Linked DNA regions of Mus musculus: all the other regions are linked to region 1. Evidence: chromatin contacts called from public promoter capture Hi-C data. All regions are on one chromosome and are shown on one strand. The core of a region is the stretch at or near the end of the contact, and the rest is flanking DNA. Distances in the headings are between cores, read along the strand shown.

Region 1 (2,830 bases), core at 97-2,596:
TACCGCTCTGAGGCCAACCATTCGTCTGAAGGAAAAGCACACTGGAGCAGCAACATCCAAGTTTCCCTTTACGTCCTGTCATTTAAAAGCACCATAAAAGAGATGTCGCTGCGACCCAATTCTAGGTCACAAGCTTTTTTGCCCCTTCTCCCCCTGCCCCCTCCTTCGTCTTTCCCCTCTAGAAAGAGATAAACTTCAAAAGGAGTGGTGATGACCAAGAATTGCGCGCGCGTGTGCACAGACACACACACACACACACACACACACACACACACACACACACACACACACACTGGTCAACTTGGACGCTGGCCGGGCTCACGTGGAACCTGAGCCCCAGCCGGGCCCCGGCATCTGGACTGAACAGCCGCGGGAAAGCAGCCCCCGCCGCGGGTTTGAAACCCAGAGCAGGTGGGATTCCGGGAAGCAACCTTACGTAACGAGCTTGTCAAAATCCCAGCTTCAGGACCTCCCCACCGTCCGCCCCCGCCCCATCACCCCAACAACAACAGCCCCAGGCCAGCACCAAATGGCCAGTCCGGAGGGACCCCCCCGGTGTCCCGCGCTCGTTCCCACACGGAGGCGCGCGAACGCCATCGACAGCATCTCGCCATCCTCCGGGACGGCCAGAGCCCCTCCTAGCAGCTGCCCGCGCCTAGCGGCCCTCCAAGTCCTATCACCCGGCTCGGCGTCCCCCTGCCAGTCACCTCCTCAGGGCCGTGACAGCTCCCTATGCCACCGATGCCCACGCCGCCGCCCCCGCCACTCACCTCCCCGCCGGCCCCCGCGCGAGCACCGGGAAGAGCCTGAGATGCAGAGTCTGATCCCCTCATGCGCGGCGGGCGGGACACGAGGGGGCTGAATGTCGCGGCGCTTGCAGCCAGCTTAGCTCATCTCCCGGCCCGGCGCTCCGCCCAGCCGTCTCAGTCAGACGGGACTCCCCCTCCCCGCGCGGTCGCCAAAGCCTCCGCCTCCTTCCTCAGCACCAGCCGCCGAACCCGCCGCGGCCGGCGCCATCTTGGGAGTGACGGTAAAGACATGGGGGCGGGGACTATGGCAACAAAAACCAATCACAGGCCGAATCTGACCCGAGGGGCAGGAATGGGCCGAGCTAGGGGGTGGGTCGTGGGGGGAGGGGACTAACAAGGGTCCCGCAAGTGGGCGGGCCGCTGGGTGGGGCTGTGGGCGGGGTGGGGCCGGGCTGGCTGGTGACGGCGAGTGTAGCTGGGGAAACGCGTCGTGGTTCCCCTTCAGGTTGGGAGATTCCGAGCCCCTGGCGAGTAAGAACAAGGCGCACTGTACCTTCCTCTTTCACAAGCATCCAGCTATGGCCAACAGACCTGCTTCTTCCTTCCCGGCACTGCTGCTTGGTGCAGTGGTCTGAGCTGAGATCCGCCCACCAAAGTCACTGGTATTCTGCAGAAAACCCCCTAAGCGGTTAGCAACCACCAGTAGCTTTCAGTCCCGAGACAGAGGTCAGGGAAAAGGGGGAATTCAGAGGGGTTCTCTGAAAAGCGCGTTGATAAAACAGCTATTGTTGATTGAAAGGGTGTCCATTACATTGATTAATTGGATATGGCCTACTTAAACTAGACTGCAGGTCTACTGTTAATGGCTATTGGCAAGATGCCTTTGAAAAATGTGGATAATAAAGGTTGATTACCTCTACAGAGTTACTCAGAAATGTAAAGTGTATGCCTAAAAAGTATTGAATAATGTTAGCTGGAATTCTATGAACAAATGAAGGAAGAAATAGGACCTTTTAAAAAAAAATTCCTCTAGGTTGAAGTTAATCTATGCAAAACAGGCTTCATCTTTATTGCCAACCGAGATTACAGTTTTATTTTATACCTCCACTCCTTCTCTTGGACTCATTCATCCAGACAATATTGTTGGAAAACCCAGCAGGGCTGACACACAACAGTCAGGGAACCAGAAAAGGTCTGCTTTGAGGGAGTTGAGGTCTAGTGGGAGAAGCTCAACAACAACAACAACAACAACAACAACCAAATATATTTAATGCTTGGAGAAGAAACATAAAAGTTCTAGGAAGAATTCTAGGTAGCAGATAACAGGGTGGTTTTTGAAACCAGAGTGATCAAGGCTGTGCCTCTCTGAAGTGCAGGAAGAAGCCAGTAATGGAAGAAAGGCCCCAGAGAATTGAGTAAAGCAAAAAGATCATGCAGAGAACCTGCAATAGGGAGGAGCTTGGCTTTTAGAACTGCGAGGAATCTGTGTTGATGAGAAATGTATTTTGCCTGGAGAAGCCTTCCATTAGATTAGAGAGGGAGTTGAGAGCTCCGTTGTATAGGGCCTAGAAATACAAGACTATCCTTAATTCTAACTGCAGGCCGAAGCCACTGAATGGCAAGTAGGGAACAAAGCAGCTGGGAACAGTGAGTGGTACTTGAAGAATGGCATCTATATTTATATTCTAGACAACATATGGACCAGAGAACCTGATTGAGAGGGTTTGTTTTTTTTTTTTTAAATCTAAGTTTGAGTCTCTTCAACACTGAGTTCACCAAATATAGTTCAAATTGTTTAAAAAATGTGTGGGCATCACATTATATTGTGTAGATAAAAATACACTAATTTCACTGAAAATTATTAAATAATACCATTGTTGATCCCCACACCCTCCCCCCCCCCTTTTTTTTTTTTTGTTTTGCTTTTCCGGGACAGGGTTTCTCTGTTCAGTCCTGGCTGTCCTGGAACTCACTCTGTAGACCAGACTGGCCTCAAACTCAGAAACCCGCCTGCCTCTGCCTCCCAAGTGCTGGGACTAAAGGCGTGCACCACCTCTGCCTGGCAAAAACTGAAGTCTTTT
Region 2 (2,830 bases), core at 235-2,734, 2.0 Mb after region 1:
GATCTGAAAATAGGTAACTGTTTTAGGAGATAATCTGAGAAGTGGTTTATCCTCCACTTAATCCCAGCCTCTCCTAACTGGCCTTTGAACTTCTAAACTCTTGCTTCCTGGGCTATGTTCTGCACACATTAGGGAGCATGCATGTGATCTTAAAAAAAAAAAAAAAAGCGCCATCTTGTCACTTTTCTATTTAAAACTCCCTAAATGCAATCCCAGAGTAAACCAAACCGTTTGCATAGGTCACTGGGCCACATGACTTGCATCCTGCTGACTTAATCCTTTAGAACTCTTCCTACAGTCAGCAGCCACACTGCTTCTGTTCTGAGCTCACCATCTGTCTTCTGCTCAGGATCTTTGAACTATTTCCATTGTCCAGCCTCTGTTTCAGGCACCTGTTACAGAGGACTTCTCTGACCACCCAGGCGAAGTCTCCTAGTCCACACCCATAGCCCTTGTTTCATAGTAATGACATGAATCCAACAACTCTACATCATTTATTTGTCTGCTTTCTCCACACAACCACACAAGCCCCAGGAGAGAAAGGCCTAGCCTAGATGAAGAAATCTCTGATGCTAACCAAAGCCTTGTACGTGAATGGCTTATAGCATTCTTTGGATAAATGCTCTTTTCAAATCCTAACAATTCTGTGACGTGTAAGTGAGACAGCGGAGGTTCTGCAGGGTCAGGACTAGAGACTGGTTCCATCTGGCTATGACTGCTGCCTCTTAGCTCTTTATCTTACACACTTAATCCCCTTTCCTGGGAGGTCTGGTGAGGCTTTCAGTTGCTTTTCAGTGAAGCGGCTCTCGCCCTCCCAAATTTCGGAGGCTCATAATAGCCCTTATTCAAAAATGGATCTTTTGGGTGCTCTTTCCCCTTTTCCTGTGGCCCCCACCTCGCGCCCCCGCGCGTGAATCACTGGCAGACAGTATCCCACAGTAATAATCATAAAACTGGATGTGCTTTCTAGCCCGTAGATTCAGTAGCCTTCTCTCCGCCCCCAGCCTTGACTAAGCATCCTAGGGTCCTGTGGGGGCGAGATGGCTACTTGCGTCAAGGGCACTAGGGACTTTCAAACCCGCATCAGAGCTCAGCTAACTGCGCACAGCGGAACCTTTCTTTAGGATAGCCTCGTTTGCCCGCCGGTCGGTTTAGGAAGCAATACCTACTTAAGCGTCCCTCCCACTCCTGCCTTCCCTCCCTCCCTTCGGCTCCGTCTGCGGCGGCTGCTTTCCTCCCGCCCTAAGTTCCGGTGCTGGTGCTGCCGGCGCGGTCCGCGAACACCCACGCGCGGCTCACGGGAGCCCCGCTCGCCAGCGGACCCTTTCGATCGCCGGTGGGCGAGTGCCCGCGGTTTTCCTGCGGCGAGGAGCTAAGTGGAGGCCGTTCCAGACCCTCCGGCCCGGCGCGGGCAGGCGTGCACATCGCTCGCTATCCAGGGCGTGCGCGGGCCTCTCGAGACCCCAGCGGCGACCCGTAGCTCGGGCGCGCGCCTGTCGCAGCCCGCAGGAAGGAGGCGGCCTGAGACCCGGGGCGGCGGCCGCCATGGAGATCCCCTCGGCCCAGGGCCGGTGCCTGGGGCCTCGGGGGCGGCCCTGACCGTCCTTCTCCCCGCCCGGGCCGGGTCCCACTTGTGCCTCCGGCGGTGCTCGGCCACCTCTGCGTCTCCGCCCTCCCTGGGTCGCGCTGCTGCCTGGACACGGCGGCGGCGCCCTGTTGAATGGGCTGTGAGGGCCCGGGTCTGAAGTGCTGGTGGACGCGGCCTCCGGGGGCGCAAGGCAGCAGCAGCGGTGGCGACCAAACGGGTGTTGGAGTTGGCGGCGGCCATGGAGGGCCTGGCTGGCTATGTGTACAAGGCGGCCAGCGAGGGCAAGGTGCTCACTCTGGCTGCCTTGCTCCTTAACCGGTCAGAGAGCGATATCCGCTACCTGCTGGGCTATGTCAGTCAGCAGGGAGGACAGCGCTCCACACCCCTCATCATCGCAGCCCGCAATGGGCACGCCAAGGTGGTGCGCTTGCTGTTAGAACACTACCGTGTGCAGACCCAGCAGACCGGCACCGTCCGCTTCGACGGGTAGGTACATCCCAACTCCATCCTCCCTCCGACGCGCGCGGGCCTCCCAAGCCCTGGATCCTCTCATCCTTCATTAACCCTGTTTTCATGTGTGGACTCAGTTCTTTTTCATATCCCTTCACCCCCATTGATGCCCACCTCGTCTCCCAGAGCTATGCTTTGCTGCCTTTTCTTATCGACTCCTACCCTTTTCCCCCTGTAGGTGGTAGCCACACCCTGGGTCTTGAGATCTATAGTCTTCATTAGTCAGCGAACACGCACTGTCGGAGTGGTGGCTGCCCATCTAGGTTTTTGTATCTTTATATCAGCACTGGCGTAGTAACCTAGATCGGAAATTAACGAGATCAACAATTAAAATTGAGGACCTTTTGATGCTTCATTTAACCTCTCCATATCCCTTCTCCTCCCGCTCCCCCCCTCCCGTGGTCGGATCGAGCCTCAAGCAGGTCGTGGGACTATCTGTTAAAATAAGCCCCTAGAATCTTGTCATGCAGCTGGGCATCTCTAGGCACGGTTCTGACTCTCCCACAATGCTGGCCAATATTTTTGGCTGTACAGGTGGCTCTGGGCCTGGCGTAGAAGTTACGCCATTGCTAAATTACATGTATAGGGTGATACAGTGGGAAGGTTTCACAAACACTTAACATTGTTCAAAAATTTACTATTTACTATTATTCTAATATTTTTTTTCATTTGAGGTTAATTGTACATATTTTTGGGGGGCGGAGGAAGATAACAGAGTCGTCACGTTTGATA
Region 3 (2,830 bases), core at 189-2,688, 2.0 Mb before region 1:
ACCAAAATACATTGTATATATGTTCAAATTATTGAAAATATTATATTAATAAAAGTAACTTCAGCATACTTGGTGTTAATAAGTAGATAGGAACAAGGCATAGGAGAATAGAAAAATGTTGTTGTCCTAGCAATGCTGCATGTGGACTCTGCCCGTCTATGTACTAGGTTCATCCAGTTCAACCTAAGCTTCATTTAAAAGCAAACCCACTCATAAATGACACAAGATCAAACACACTATCCCTAACACCTAGGACCGTAAACATTTCACCAAGGTCTCTTAAAGAACAATAATTAGTTTTCCACTCATCGGGCTAAAAGAACCTTATTAGAGTGAACCTAATTAAAGAGTGAAGTCAAGTCAGTTTATTTCTAACAACTGACCCACTTCTAACTTCTGGAGATGAGGGAAGACAAGAACTAGGAAGATGAAGATTCTGCTGGTTGCTCTGGAATTTTCTCTGGTTTGTGATGACCAGAAACCTCTTCATCTGGCATAACCCTTCATAGCCCTACTGATATGTGACCGGGAAAGGCTGCTCTCTGGGTGGGAAGAATTCTATGTGTTTTTTACATGGATTCTGGCATTTCTCTATGCATCAGGTTTTGTAATATATATGTCAAGTATTACAGCTTTCACCTCTATATTCTTTCTCCATCAGCATGTAATCCAGGTATAAAAGCTAAGCCTAGGAACAGTGGGGCTCAAGGTGATGAACAAAACTCCATCAGTAACTGAGCAGGGACAAACCCTAGGCCTAATGTCTGGAGCGGCTGACTCTGACTACACTTATAACACCTCGGAGCCCCGCCCACTACATTACCAGGTCTCCAGAACTTCGGCTCGCTTTGGCTGGAGTAGGGCGGCACTCTGAGCTTGCTCTGGCTGGAGTAGGGCGGCGCTCTGAGCTCGCTCTGCAGGCGCTGACAGGTCTGGGAGCGACTCAAAGCCCCGCCTCCCAGGCTCCGACCTGGCTCCGGTTTGACTGGGCGTGGGACTCCTCCAGGCTCTCCGCCTTCCGACCTCCGTTCCCTGTTCTGACAGGATCTGTGCTCCGAAGCCACGCCCCTCCTCTGCCCTCGGAGCACCTCGAGTCCCCTGCCGAGCTCCGCCCAGCAACCCGCTTTTACAGGCCAAGGAGCAGCTCAGGCCCCAACTCCCGAACCCTGCCTTGTCCCGTGTGACTAGAGGACCTCGAGGTCCTGCATGCCAACCCTCGCTCTGCCGTCCACTCTGATAGGCTATGGAACTCTTCCAGGCCTGGCCTCCCGAAGCTCCCTCCTGTTGCCTCTTTGACTAGGGCACCGAAGGCTCCGCCTCTCGAGCCCCGTCCCGCCCTCGGCATCTCCAGACCCCGCCTCACGGGCTCCGCCTCGTCCACTGCTCTGACGGAGCACCGGAGCCTCGCCACCCAGCCCCGCCCCGTATCCAGGACCCGCTGTCCATTGGGCACTGCAGGGCCCTCGGGCCCCCGCGACTGGCTCCCGAGGTCGTCATGACGGCTGCGGTGTTCTTTGGTTGCGCCTTCATCGCCTTCGGGCCCGCGCTCGCTCTTTATGTCTTCACCATCGCCACCGACCCTTTGCGAGTCATCTTCCTCATCGCCGGGTGAGGCTGCGCTGTGTCCCGGACGCCGCGGGTTCCCTCCCTCTCCTGGGTTCCCACGACCCCGGGATCCCCATCTCCCAGGGGCTCCAGCTTGTGGTGCGGTCCAGGGCTGGAACTGTTCCTGGGAGGGTCTGAGAAGAGCAGGCCCGTAGGCTAAGCAGGCGCCCCTTGGCTTCTGTTGGCTGAGTGTGGGAACAAGCAGATAGATTCCTGCATGAAGCCTTTGTCTTTCTGTAGGAATCTCTCATTTCCCTCAGTGCTGAGCAGCATCGAAGAGTCGTTATCACTACTCTCTGCCATTAAAGTCACCTGGAGATCAGATGTTTATTCCCTGCCCCCCACCCTCACATCAATCCTCGGACTCAGAATGTCTGTGCAGACTATTCAGGCTCAGATTTTCTTTGTAGACTCCTGGGTAATGGTTTGGGTGCAGTCAAGGAGGAAAGTTCGAGAAAACACAGTAACAACTGACCAGGCGGCATGTCCTCCTGGGAGCTTGGTAAATACCGGAACTCTGCTGGTGAACGTGGTCTTGGTCTCGCTGCACCTGCCCGAAGTTTGCAGCTTCTGAACTTTCCATTATATTAATGCAGGCGTTAGGTATTCATTTTCTTTTAGAAAAAGACACTTGACAATATCTAACCATTAAACTTATATTTTCTGGTGAATTTTGAGGATATGAAATTTGCAACTGTCACTGGTTGTATATTTCTATAGCACACAAAGCATCTCTTAGGAAAAATAGTCAGCAACCAAGTGCCTCTTAGTCCTTGACAGATAGTGCCCTAGCGTGCACGCGACAGGGTCACTGAATCGTTCTTGTTAAGCACATCTGACGTTCCTCTTGGACTATTTGTCTCACTAGGAGAAAAAAAAAATTCTGATCTAAAACATCACTTTGTGAGGATTGTTTACTAAAAATGATTTGTAGCTCAAGCAGGTTTGATTTAAAGTCATTATTAAGCCTGTGCTTCTGTTAACTTGTGATTTTTTTTTTCCTTCTACGTTCCAGTGCTTTCTTCTGGTTGGTGTCTCTCCTGCTGTCATCCGTTTTTTGGTTCCTAGTGAGAGTCATTACTGACAACAGAGATGGACCAGTACAGAATTACCTGCTCATCTTCGGAGTGTTGCTCTCTGTCTGTATCCAAGAGCTGTTCAGGCTCGCATATTATAAGCTGTTAAAGTAAGTTAAGTGTTTGTTTTATTTTCCCAGTTAGACTTG
Region 4 (2,830 bases), core at 238-2,737, 1.2 Mb after region 1:
CACGCTCAGTATGCACAGAGCAGTGGGACTAAAAAGCAGAAAACACACACACACACACACACACACACACACACACACACGTATATTCGCGTATGCACAACAAAGGCAAAAAAAACAAAACAAAAACAAAAACAAAACCCTGAATTTTATAGCCCTTAGGGTCCAGAAGCAAAAGCACTGGGTGCAGTAACACCTCAAACTCATTTTTTTCCGGGGAACTTTCACCTCAGAAAGAACTCAAGAAATGTAACTGCAAGTGAGGGGGCACCCAACAAATATCATGTACACACAAGTATGCATGTATGTACATTACACACACACACACAATCAAGGGGAGGGAATCAAGAACGCCCACAGCTCTCATCTCTAAGGGAGTAAGCGTTTATTCTGGAGCCAAATATGAGGGATCATGAAAAGGGAACAGGAATCAGGGGTGCCTCAAGTCAAATGTTCCAACGTGGCAATAACAATTCCATGGTGTTCTTATAGGAACAACAAAGCTACATATCAGGATGTTCTAAAAATACATTGAGGGGAACAACAGGTTGGTGGATTACAGCACATCGTGGAAGCCCTTGCTGTAGGCCTCAGACACCAACTGATAAAATTCTTAGCCTTTGGGTTGATGGAAGCTAGGGGGTCTGTTTGCTTATTCCCAAAAGGACTTTACCTGATAGTCAGAGGATATTAGGTCAGACACAGAAGTGGGCAACAAATGGCTAAGAAGGAGACTAGAGACAGTCCACGAGAATCTGGCTACAGTTATTAAAATTCCAGCTCTCCACAATCACAGGAGTTCTGGTCAGTCCATCATCCTGGCAGAACACTAACGCGCGTGCATTTTTTGTTTGTTTGTTTTTTTGTTTTTTTGCTGAGCACTTCAGTTCACAAGAGGAACCACTACCCCAGCAGCAGGGGCATAACCCCCAAACACAACACCGCAACTCCAGCGCCTTACATTCGTCTAAGAGCACAATTTCCGGGGTCTTGAATATCATCTTAGGGGGTGCTTGCCACCACCCCTGAGGCGGGAGGTCAGAAACCGGCCTCACTTTACACAGGCAGAAGGTTAAGCGCCTGGCGCCGAGACCTGCGGAGGAGCCGGAGCCTAGGGCCCAGCTCGGGCAGAGCCCGGGAGAGGTCGCCGGCCCTGCGCCCATGGCTCTGAACTGGGCCTTGCAGCCCGGCTCAGACGTCGGGTTACTCACGTTGCACCAGCCGGTCCCCGGTGAAGGTGGCGGAGCAGCTGGTAACCAGCGCGCAGGGTACACCGGCAGCCATCGCTGCGGCAGAGCGGGTTCCGCGCCGGCGCTGCTTCCGCCTTGGGCCGTACCACTGCAGCGGGCACGCGGGGGAGATGATCCGGGCACGCGCGCTGGGCGGGGCCGCGCGCTGGGCAGCCGAGGCTCCGGCTGGCCCTCACACCCCCCTTCCCCGCTCCTCCAGTGGAGCGCGCCGGTCGCGCGCGCCGCGTTGCTATGGTGACGGGTGCCCGCACCATCTAGGAGCGCTCCGCAGGAGGCCATACCTCCGGAGCCTAGTGTCTTCTGCCCTCCTTAGTCATGGCGCAGGCCCAGGAGGACAGCGACCCCATTGGATCCATCCTAATCCAGGTGGGAAACAGGCCGGGCTGGCGGCCGCACAGACCTCCCCTCGAACCCCGAAACCTGTGATCCCAAGCACCACCATTTATTCTCTCGGCCCTATAGCAGGAAACGCCTACACTTTAGGGCATCATGCTCTGGGGGTTGAACACAGGACATGCTAGCGCCAAGCAAGTGCTTTACCGCTAGGCTGCATCACCTGTCTTCCTTATACTTCGGGCCCAGATGGTCATTGACTGTCTTGGAGCACCCTCTACAATCCAGGCAGGCCTGGAACTTGTGATCCTCCTGCCTCAGCCTCCTGAGTAACTGGGATTATCAATCTGTACTAGCAGGCTGGGGTGCTCAAGGCACCATTTAAAAATAAATTATGAAATGTTTAAAGTCCATCCATGGCTTGGGGATGTGAAGGAGAAACAGATTCATCATTAGGAGGTGGTGAGAAGTTCGAAGAGAACGTGAGCTATGGGACCCGTGCTTCTTAACCTACAATAGTCACTGCTTGCTTGGGAACACACACCCAAGCTTTTTTTAAAATTTTTTTTTCTTCGAGACAGAGTTTCTCTGTGTAGCCCTGGCTGTCCTGGAACTCACTCTGTAGACCAGGCTGGCCTCCAACTCAGAAATCTGCCTGCCTTTACCTCCCAAGTGCTGGGATTAAAGGTGTGCGTTACCAAACATATTTTTAAGATCACCTGGATTACAAAACAACATAAAAAATGAAAACTTGGAGAAATATCTTATTTATAATCTAGGGAGAAAGCTCTCAAAGACTTGACTTCTCCAGTGTAATTCAGTTTGTGACAGTTGAACAATTTTTCTGAAACAGCTAGGTTGGTTTGGTTTTTTTTTTTTTTTTTTTGCTTTGTTTTGTTTTGTTTTTTTCCGTGTTTAGGTATGGGTCCCTTTAAGATGGTCTCACTTTAAGAAGTTCTGTAAGACCCCCGATGCTGGGCCTCTGCTCAAGTCCCGGGATGAGCTGGCCAACACCCCAACATCTCGAGAGAAAACCACACCTGATGCAAACTGCAAGAGGTTTTATTATCAGCTAGCTGAGGACGAAGTCCCTCCACAGTGCAGGGCAGGGGAGTTCGACCCGAGTGGTGACAGTAGGGGGCTTTTAACAGCTAGCTGAGGAATTGGGAGAGGTGTTGGGAAGAGTTGGGAGGAGAGCTGGGAAGAGTTCTTCTCTTCTGGGTGTCCTTGGTGAAATTTACAAGGCAGGT
Region 5 (2,830 bases), core at 178-2,677, 1.1 Mb before region 1:
AGAGAGTTCAATCATTGGAAAGGGACTCTTGTCCCTTGTCTCTCTAAATGTTCACTAGTTCTTCTAAGACATATACTATACTTCCTACAATTCAGTCACTTAAACAAAATGAAGATAGCATTTCTAATTCGTTTAAACCACAAAAGGATTACTGGCAGGTGAGAAAGAGGTTGAAAAAGGCTTGCCTAAACATGTCTCATCTAGACCTCTAAATATGGATTTCCTAGTGGTTTTTTTAAAGCATGCTCATTTACAAGGCTACGTTTGAATATAGTCAGATGCCTTCCAGTATTGCATTTTCTAAGAAAATTCATACCAGACTCATATCGGTCTGGGAGACTGCTAGAATATGCCATTCTGGCACTTTGCAAATATCCGAAAAATCATCCGGGGGCAACAAACCCAGTTTCACACTCTTGTTTTACGACGTGATGCGTACCCACTTAGGGGACAACGCTCCTATAGGGCGCCCTGCCGAGAGAGCAATAAAGGAAGAAGCGGGGGAAGCGCACGGAAGTTGGGTGGAGGGAGGTCTCATTACCCACTCTTCTGCCCTACCTCTGCCAAGGGCGGCTCCACGGTGCCCAGCCGACACGAAACCCTTACAAGCCCTCGAAGCCCGGCTCTGTCCCAACAGAGAGTCCGGGACGCGGACAATGTGAAGCACAGGATGACCACAGTCACCTCTCCAAGTCTATACCCTTGATTTCGGCCCTGGATGATGCTCCCCCTTCTTTTCGGAGCTGGCACTCCAGGTGGGAAACTCCCGGTCTGCATTGGCCGAAGTCCCTGCTTCAGAAAGGGCGCCTCCTGCGACCGGGTCTAACCCGCAACCCGCAACTCTTTGCACGCAGGGACCCTGGTCCCTCTGTCCCGCCCCCGCAACCCTCCACGGACAGGCCCGCGCCCCACCCGGGATTCCCGAGTCCACTGCCCCGCCCCAGCGAAGGGCTCCTAAAGCCCCCACCCCACCCCCCCCACACACACACGTACACACACACACACATCTCAGACTCCAGTCTCCCAGACCCAGTCGAAGCCAGAGTACCTACCTAAATCAGCGGTGCTCCAGTGTTCCAAGGGGGCGGGCGCGGTCCCCTCCCCGAGGCGCCTACTGCTTCTCTCAACCACCCCTTAAGCCGCAGCTTTGCTTTCCCAGGAGCGGGAGGGAGCGGAGGGAGCGGAGGAGGCGGAGGGGAGGGGGAAGACCAGTTGAGGGGCGGCCGAGCCAAGCCGGAAGTACTAATGCAGGTCCCACCCACCTCCTGGAGCCGCAGAGCATCCTCGTTCTTCTGATAGGACAAACCCCTGTCGTCGCTGTGAAATTCAGACCACCACTTCCGGGTCGTTAATGCTGCGGCCCCTCCTTAGCAACAGCGTGGGGTTGCTAAGCGGAAGTGCCTTTAAATACCCCCCTTCCCCCCCCATTTCTTCGGGGACTGTTGGTAAGTGGGTTGGGAGCTTCGTTTTCTCATTTGGAAATGTTTTTAGGCCTTTAGTTTACAATGTTAGGCCAGGTAAACCCTTCGCTGCAGCAGGTAGTAGGCCCAACGTAGCTGCTTCCATCAGTTGGTCTCTGACACCAGCTCCAAACTACACACACCTCCTGGAATCCTGGGCCATCTCGGCAGCTCCTCCCAAAGCTCCTCTCCAGGCCCCTTGCGGGAGCTTCTTTCTCACTGTCTAGCAAGCATCTCCCTCTGGTGGATTTCCTGTCGTTTCAACCAGACTTTTGCATGCATTTCGTTCTGAACCGGCTCCAGAAGTCGAACAGTGAAGTGGGTAAGAAAGTTTTGTCTTACCTTGTCTTTTCTTTTTTCTTTTTTTTTTTTTTTTTAAGGATTTAACGTTTTTATGTGTGACCTGGAAATAACCTAGCTATATTTGAGTCTATGAAAATTGACCAGAGTAATATTATTATTGTTATTCCATAAAACGGGGGAGTTGGGGGAGACAAAGAATGCCGGTAATCTCGCTTGAGTAGGAAGACAACTAAGCCTCCCATCAGAATAAACCAACATACCTATACGGTGACTAAGAAAGGTGTCCATAAAAACCCTCATTTAGGCTGGGGATTTAGGTCTGTGATACAAAACTTGCCTGGCATGCCCAAGGTCTTTAGTTCGATTCCCAGGCATCGAAGAAAGGAAGGGAGGCAAGGAGACTCATTTACTGGACATGACAAGCAGACCTGTAATGCTTAGACTCCAGAGGAAAAGCGAGGATAGTAACTCCAAGGCCTAGACTACATGGTCAGTCCCAGTTTTAAAACATTTTACCTAACATACCCGAGGCATAAGTTCACTCTTTGAAAAAACTGGAAAACTATGGTGGAGACCAAAGCCAACAAAATAACCCCCTGTAACGACCCCTATAATTATAGTAATTATATTTTTAGAGAAACCTGGGGTGGGGGATAAAACCATCACTTGACTGTATTATTTTTTGAGTCTGAATCTCACTTTGAAGCCCTGGATGACTGATCAGGTAATGTCTATGTAGACCAGGCTGGCCCTGAATTCAGAGACCCACCTTCCTCTTCTCCCAGGTGCTGGGATTTAAAGCGTTCACTACCGGGATGGACCGGCTTTCCTATTTTAACTTTAACTTCTGAATTTTTCTCATCTACATCAGTGGATACACTTGCAACTGTAAGACCCGATTTTATTGGTCACAAAATTATTAGTAGACTGTTGTTTACCTCAGCTAAGACAGAAAACTAATTTTGGTAATTGAAAAGTAACACTAGGCCTTTTCATTTCCTAGACTCATAGGATGGCATTAAATTGATCCATCCTAGGCAGTCAACTCTGCAAAGCTTTTAAGAAAC
Region 6 (2,830 bases), core at 165-2,664, 1.1 Mb after region 1:
TCAGGACTTACCAGGGAGGTGGAAGGAGGGAAACCACAACCCCTGACAAGCTGCCGCTGGCGGTTGGTGGTGGGGCAGCCTCGAGGACAGAGCAGGGGGCCCCTGAAGCTTCAGGGCTGACTCTGTGGGACGAGCCACACTTCATAGGGCTTCGTAAAGCGCACCGGATCTTGGTTTGCAAATAACTTGTTTCTCACCACGGGAGAGAAATAGGTGTGTGTGTGTTCGCGCGTGCGCAAAACCAAGCACACTCTAAGCATCTGGGCTAGCCTGATAGGGAGGCTGAAACAGGATAAAGGAGCAGAGGGTCTAATGTAACGCCCCAAATCCGTGGAGGGACCGTGGGCAACCAGCCCTGAATTCGTCTAGTCTGCAGTAAAGCCCCTAGGGCTACTCAAAGTCAGGTTCTCTTGGCTTCCCACCTAGGCTAACTTTGAATAAACTTCTCGAGTCCTCTCCGGCTTGCTCTTTGTGTGTGCGAGTTCATTGCTTTGTAAACAAAAGCTCTCTTACTTGTTTGGTGTCGAATTTCGGAACTTCAGTAACACCCTGAAATGTTAATTCTCTCCCCTCCTCCAAAGAAAAATCCTAAAGCACCCCCATTCATTCCTTCAGGAACGCAACAGATGTCTTTGAGGCCCGTTTTCTGCAAAAAGCTTGGTTCACTGGGCCCAAGGGACCCCTGGCTCCAGCTATTGTTCAAGTTGTCACTGAGGTCTCTTAACTCCTTTTAAGTCTCCCTCTCCCCTTTTCCAACTCCCTCCTCCGCAGTCTCAGGCAGTCGGCCGTTCTGATCTCACCCAGCAGGAAAACAAAAACAAAACAAAAAACCACCTAAAGCAGCTCTGGCCACTGAGCGAGATCAGCGTGCCCCAACTTCCTGGGCCCGGAGCTTTTCTGAACCCCTCACCGCGCCCGAGTCCTCTCCGGAGTGCAGCCAGCCCTTGACGGACAGTGCCTGTTCCCTGTGAGTCTAATCCTCTCTAGTTCCTGCAACGGTATCTGAGAGTCTGTGGGGCGGCGAGTCCCCAGGAGTCCGGTCCCTCGGCACTTGGCAGAGCTGGCGGCCGCCCTACCCGGTGGCCCACGTGGGCGCGCTTGGCGGCGCTGGGCGGGGAAGGCCGCGGGTCCTCCCCGGAGCAGGGCGCGGGGGAGGAGCGGGGAGCCCCGGCAGCGAGGGGGCGGCGACTGCGCTGGGAAGGAGGCTGCACGCGGAGCTGCGTGAAACGTAGACTTGGGAGCGGGCGGGAGAGGAGCGGGTAGCGCGGCTGCTCGGCCCTGGCTGGCCCTGCAAGGCGGCGATCGCAGAGGAGGAGGAGGAGGAGGAGCAGCGCTGCAGAGGCGGAGGGATCTGCGCACCAAAGCCATCCAGGCCAGCAAAGTTTGGCTGGGGGTTGGACTTTCCTTCCCGGAGGCGGCACCCAAACAGCTACCCCGTGCGGAAACCCAAACTTTCTACTGCCACTTGGAGTCTCGCGGCCGCCGCCTCCGCCCCGCGCGTCCGGGGCCTGCCCGTCAGTCCGTCGGTCCGCGTGGAGCAGCTCGGGCGCCGCCGTGCTCCCGATCCCCGCAGCTGCAGCGCCGCAGTCCTGGCCCGGACGCCCGGGCAAGTTCTCCAGAGTTAAAAGCGAAGTTCGGGCGAGGCGCGGGCCGAGCTGCCTCTGAGCGCCCCCGGCGTCCCCAGTGCGCCCAGCCCCGCCGGGGGCGCCGGTGACCCTTCGGTGCCAGCCATGTCGTCCATCCTGCCCTTCACCCCCCCGATCGTGAAGCGCCTGCTGGGTTGGAAGAAGGGCGAGCAGAACGGGCAGGAGGAGAAGTGGTGCGAGAAGGCGGTCAAGAGCTTGGTGAAGAAGCTCAAGAAGACGGGGCAGTTGGACGAGCTGGAGAAGGCCATCACCACGCAGAACGTGAACACCAAGTGCATTACCATCCCCAGGTGGGGTCCCAGAGCGGCTGGGGGCGCACTGGCCCAGCCCCCTAGCGCGGCCCGGGTGGAGAGGGAGGGCGTGTGCGCGTGTGTGCGCGCGCCTGTAGGGGACGGGGAGTGGGTGGAGGGACCCCAAACAAAACCTTCGGATTTGCCTAGCCTCAGAGACCTGGCTTCCGTGCAGCATTTTGGCTTCTAGACCTCAAGGGTCGCCAGCTGCTTCCGGGCAGCAGGGGTGTTTCTGAGCTTGGCCCCCCAACTCTCGGGGCTTCGGGCTCCAAGTGGAGGCCCCGCTTTGTTCGGCTCTGCCGGCCGAGCCCCTCCTCCTCCGCCGCCTCCCGCCCCGCGCTCGTGGAGGTGGTGGCGTGTGTCCCTTTCTTTTCTTCAGCTCTGTTCCCCCACTTCTTTTCCTCGTCTACAGGAATGCAGTCGGTACAGCTGTGGGTGAGGAGCGGGAGCCCGTTGATTGACAGATTCCTTCTTCGCTCTTTCTTTGCTTTGGGATTAGCATTTTTACTGAGTATTTTTAGATTTGGTTGTGCCAGCCTCCCGCCCCCTGTGCACGCATGCACGCACGCACTTAGTTGGAGAGCAGAGCACCGACTTTGAAGCGGGAGAAACAAGTGGCAGAAAGTAGGGGCTTTCCCTCTTTCCACCCCACCCCTGCTGATTTGCGATCTTTTTAATCCAGAGTATGCGGGTGCCTAGAATGGAGCAGGCAGCTCCAGGCAGATAACAAAACACCCCAGGGCTGGCCTCCCATCGGCCCTGCATTCCTGTAGAGCCTATTTTCCCAAAGCGCTTTGCCATCTGTCCTGACCTCCTTTATCCTTCCCATCGGGCTAGAGGAGTCCGGCGGGAGCTCACAGATGGCTGATGGAAGGGGTCAGTGACTTCACTCCC

The links. Promoter capture Hi-C pulls out the DNA fragments that hold promoters and counts their contacts.
Region 2: a promoter capture Hi-C map of erythroid cells shows a contact between it and region 1, with 14 times the contacts expected there. The contact joins the promoter of Fem1b here to the promoter of Dennd4a in region 1. A contact is called at or near these places in 1 of 39 promoter capture datasets (erythroid cells) and 1 of 115 datasets of contacts at active chromatin or transcription factors (thymic regulatory T cells).
Region 3: a contact with region 1 is called in a promoter capture Hi-C map of pre-B cells, with 2.8 times the contacts expected there. The contact joins the promoter of Aph1b here to the promoter of Dennd4a in region 1. A contact is called at or near these places in 2 of 39 promoter capture datasets (neutrophils and pre-B cells).
Region 4: a promoter capture Hi-C map of liver shows a contact between it and region 1, with 4 times the contacts expected there. The contact joins the promoter of Iqch here to the promoter of Dennd4a in region 1. A contact is called at or near these places in 3 of 39 promoter capture datasets (erythroid cells, liver and pre-B cells).
Region 5: a promoter capture Hi-C map of erythroid cells shows a contact between it and region 1, with 11 times the contacts expected there. The contact joins the promoter of Trip4 here to the promoter of Dennd4a in region 1.
Region 6: a contact with region 1 is called in a promoter capture Hi-C map of liver, with 7 times the contacts expected there. The contact joins the promoter of Smad3 here to the promoter of Dennd4a in region 1. A contact is called at or near these places in 3 of 39 promoter capture datasets (cranial neural crest, liver and second pharyngeal arch cranial neural crest) and 1 of 484 Hi-C or Micro-C datasets (B cells).

The regions. Positions count from the first base shown.
Region 1 is chr9:64,809,527-64,812,356 of GRCm38.p6, reverse strand. Dennd4a (DENN/MADD domain containing 4A) reads right to left here and starts at 1,346. Exons shown (of 35, transcript NM_001162917.1): 1 at 1,337-1,346; 2 at 771-1,017. Gm36459 (a long non-coding RNA gene) reads left to right here and starts at 942. Exons shown (of 3, transcript XR_379559.2): 1 at 942-1,030; 2 at 1,255-1,411.
Region 2 is chr9:62,810,302-62,813,131 of GRCm38.p6, reverse strand. It overlaps Fem1b (fem 1 homolog b), which reads left to right and starts at 1,484. Exons shown (of 2, transcript NM_010193.4): 1 at 1,484-2,074. The coding sequence starts at 1,827.
Region 3 is chr9:66,794,031-66,796,860 of GRCm38.p6, reverse strand. It overlaps Aph1b (aph1 homolog B, gamma secretase subunit), which reads left to right and starts at 1,438. Exons shown (of 6, transcript NM_177583.4): 1 at 1,438-1,608; 2 at 2,621-2,791. The coding sequence starts at 1,496.
Region 4 is chr9:63,601,150-63,603,979 of GRCm38.p6, reverse strand. Iqch (IQ motif containing H) reads left to right here and starts at 1,487. Exons shown (of 22, transcript NM_001311098.1): 1 at 1,487-1,613. The coding sequence starts at 1,563. It overlaps Aagab (alpha- and gamma-adaptin binding protein), which reads right to left and starts at 1,334. Exons shown (of 10, transcript NM_025857.3): 1 at 1,209-1,334. The coding sequence starts at 1,281.
Region 5 is chr9:65,907,391-65,910,220 of GRCm38.p6, reverse strand. It overlaps Trip4 (thyroid hormone receptor interactor 4), which reads left to right and starts at 1,427. Exons shown (of 14, transcript NM_001357872.1): 1 at 1,427-1,782. Csnk1g1 (casein kinase 1, gamma 1) reads right to left here and starts at 1,211. Exons shown (of 14, transcript NM_173185.2): 1 at 1,053-1,211.
Region 6 is chr9:63,756,578-63,759,407 of GRCm38.p6, reverse strand. Smad3 (SMAD family member 3) reads left to right here and starts at 1,414. Exons shown (of 9, transcript NM_016769.4): 1 at 1,414-1,936. The coding sequence starts at 1,731.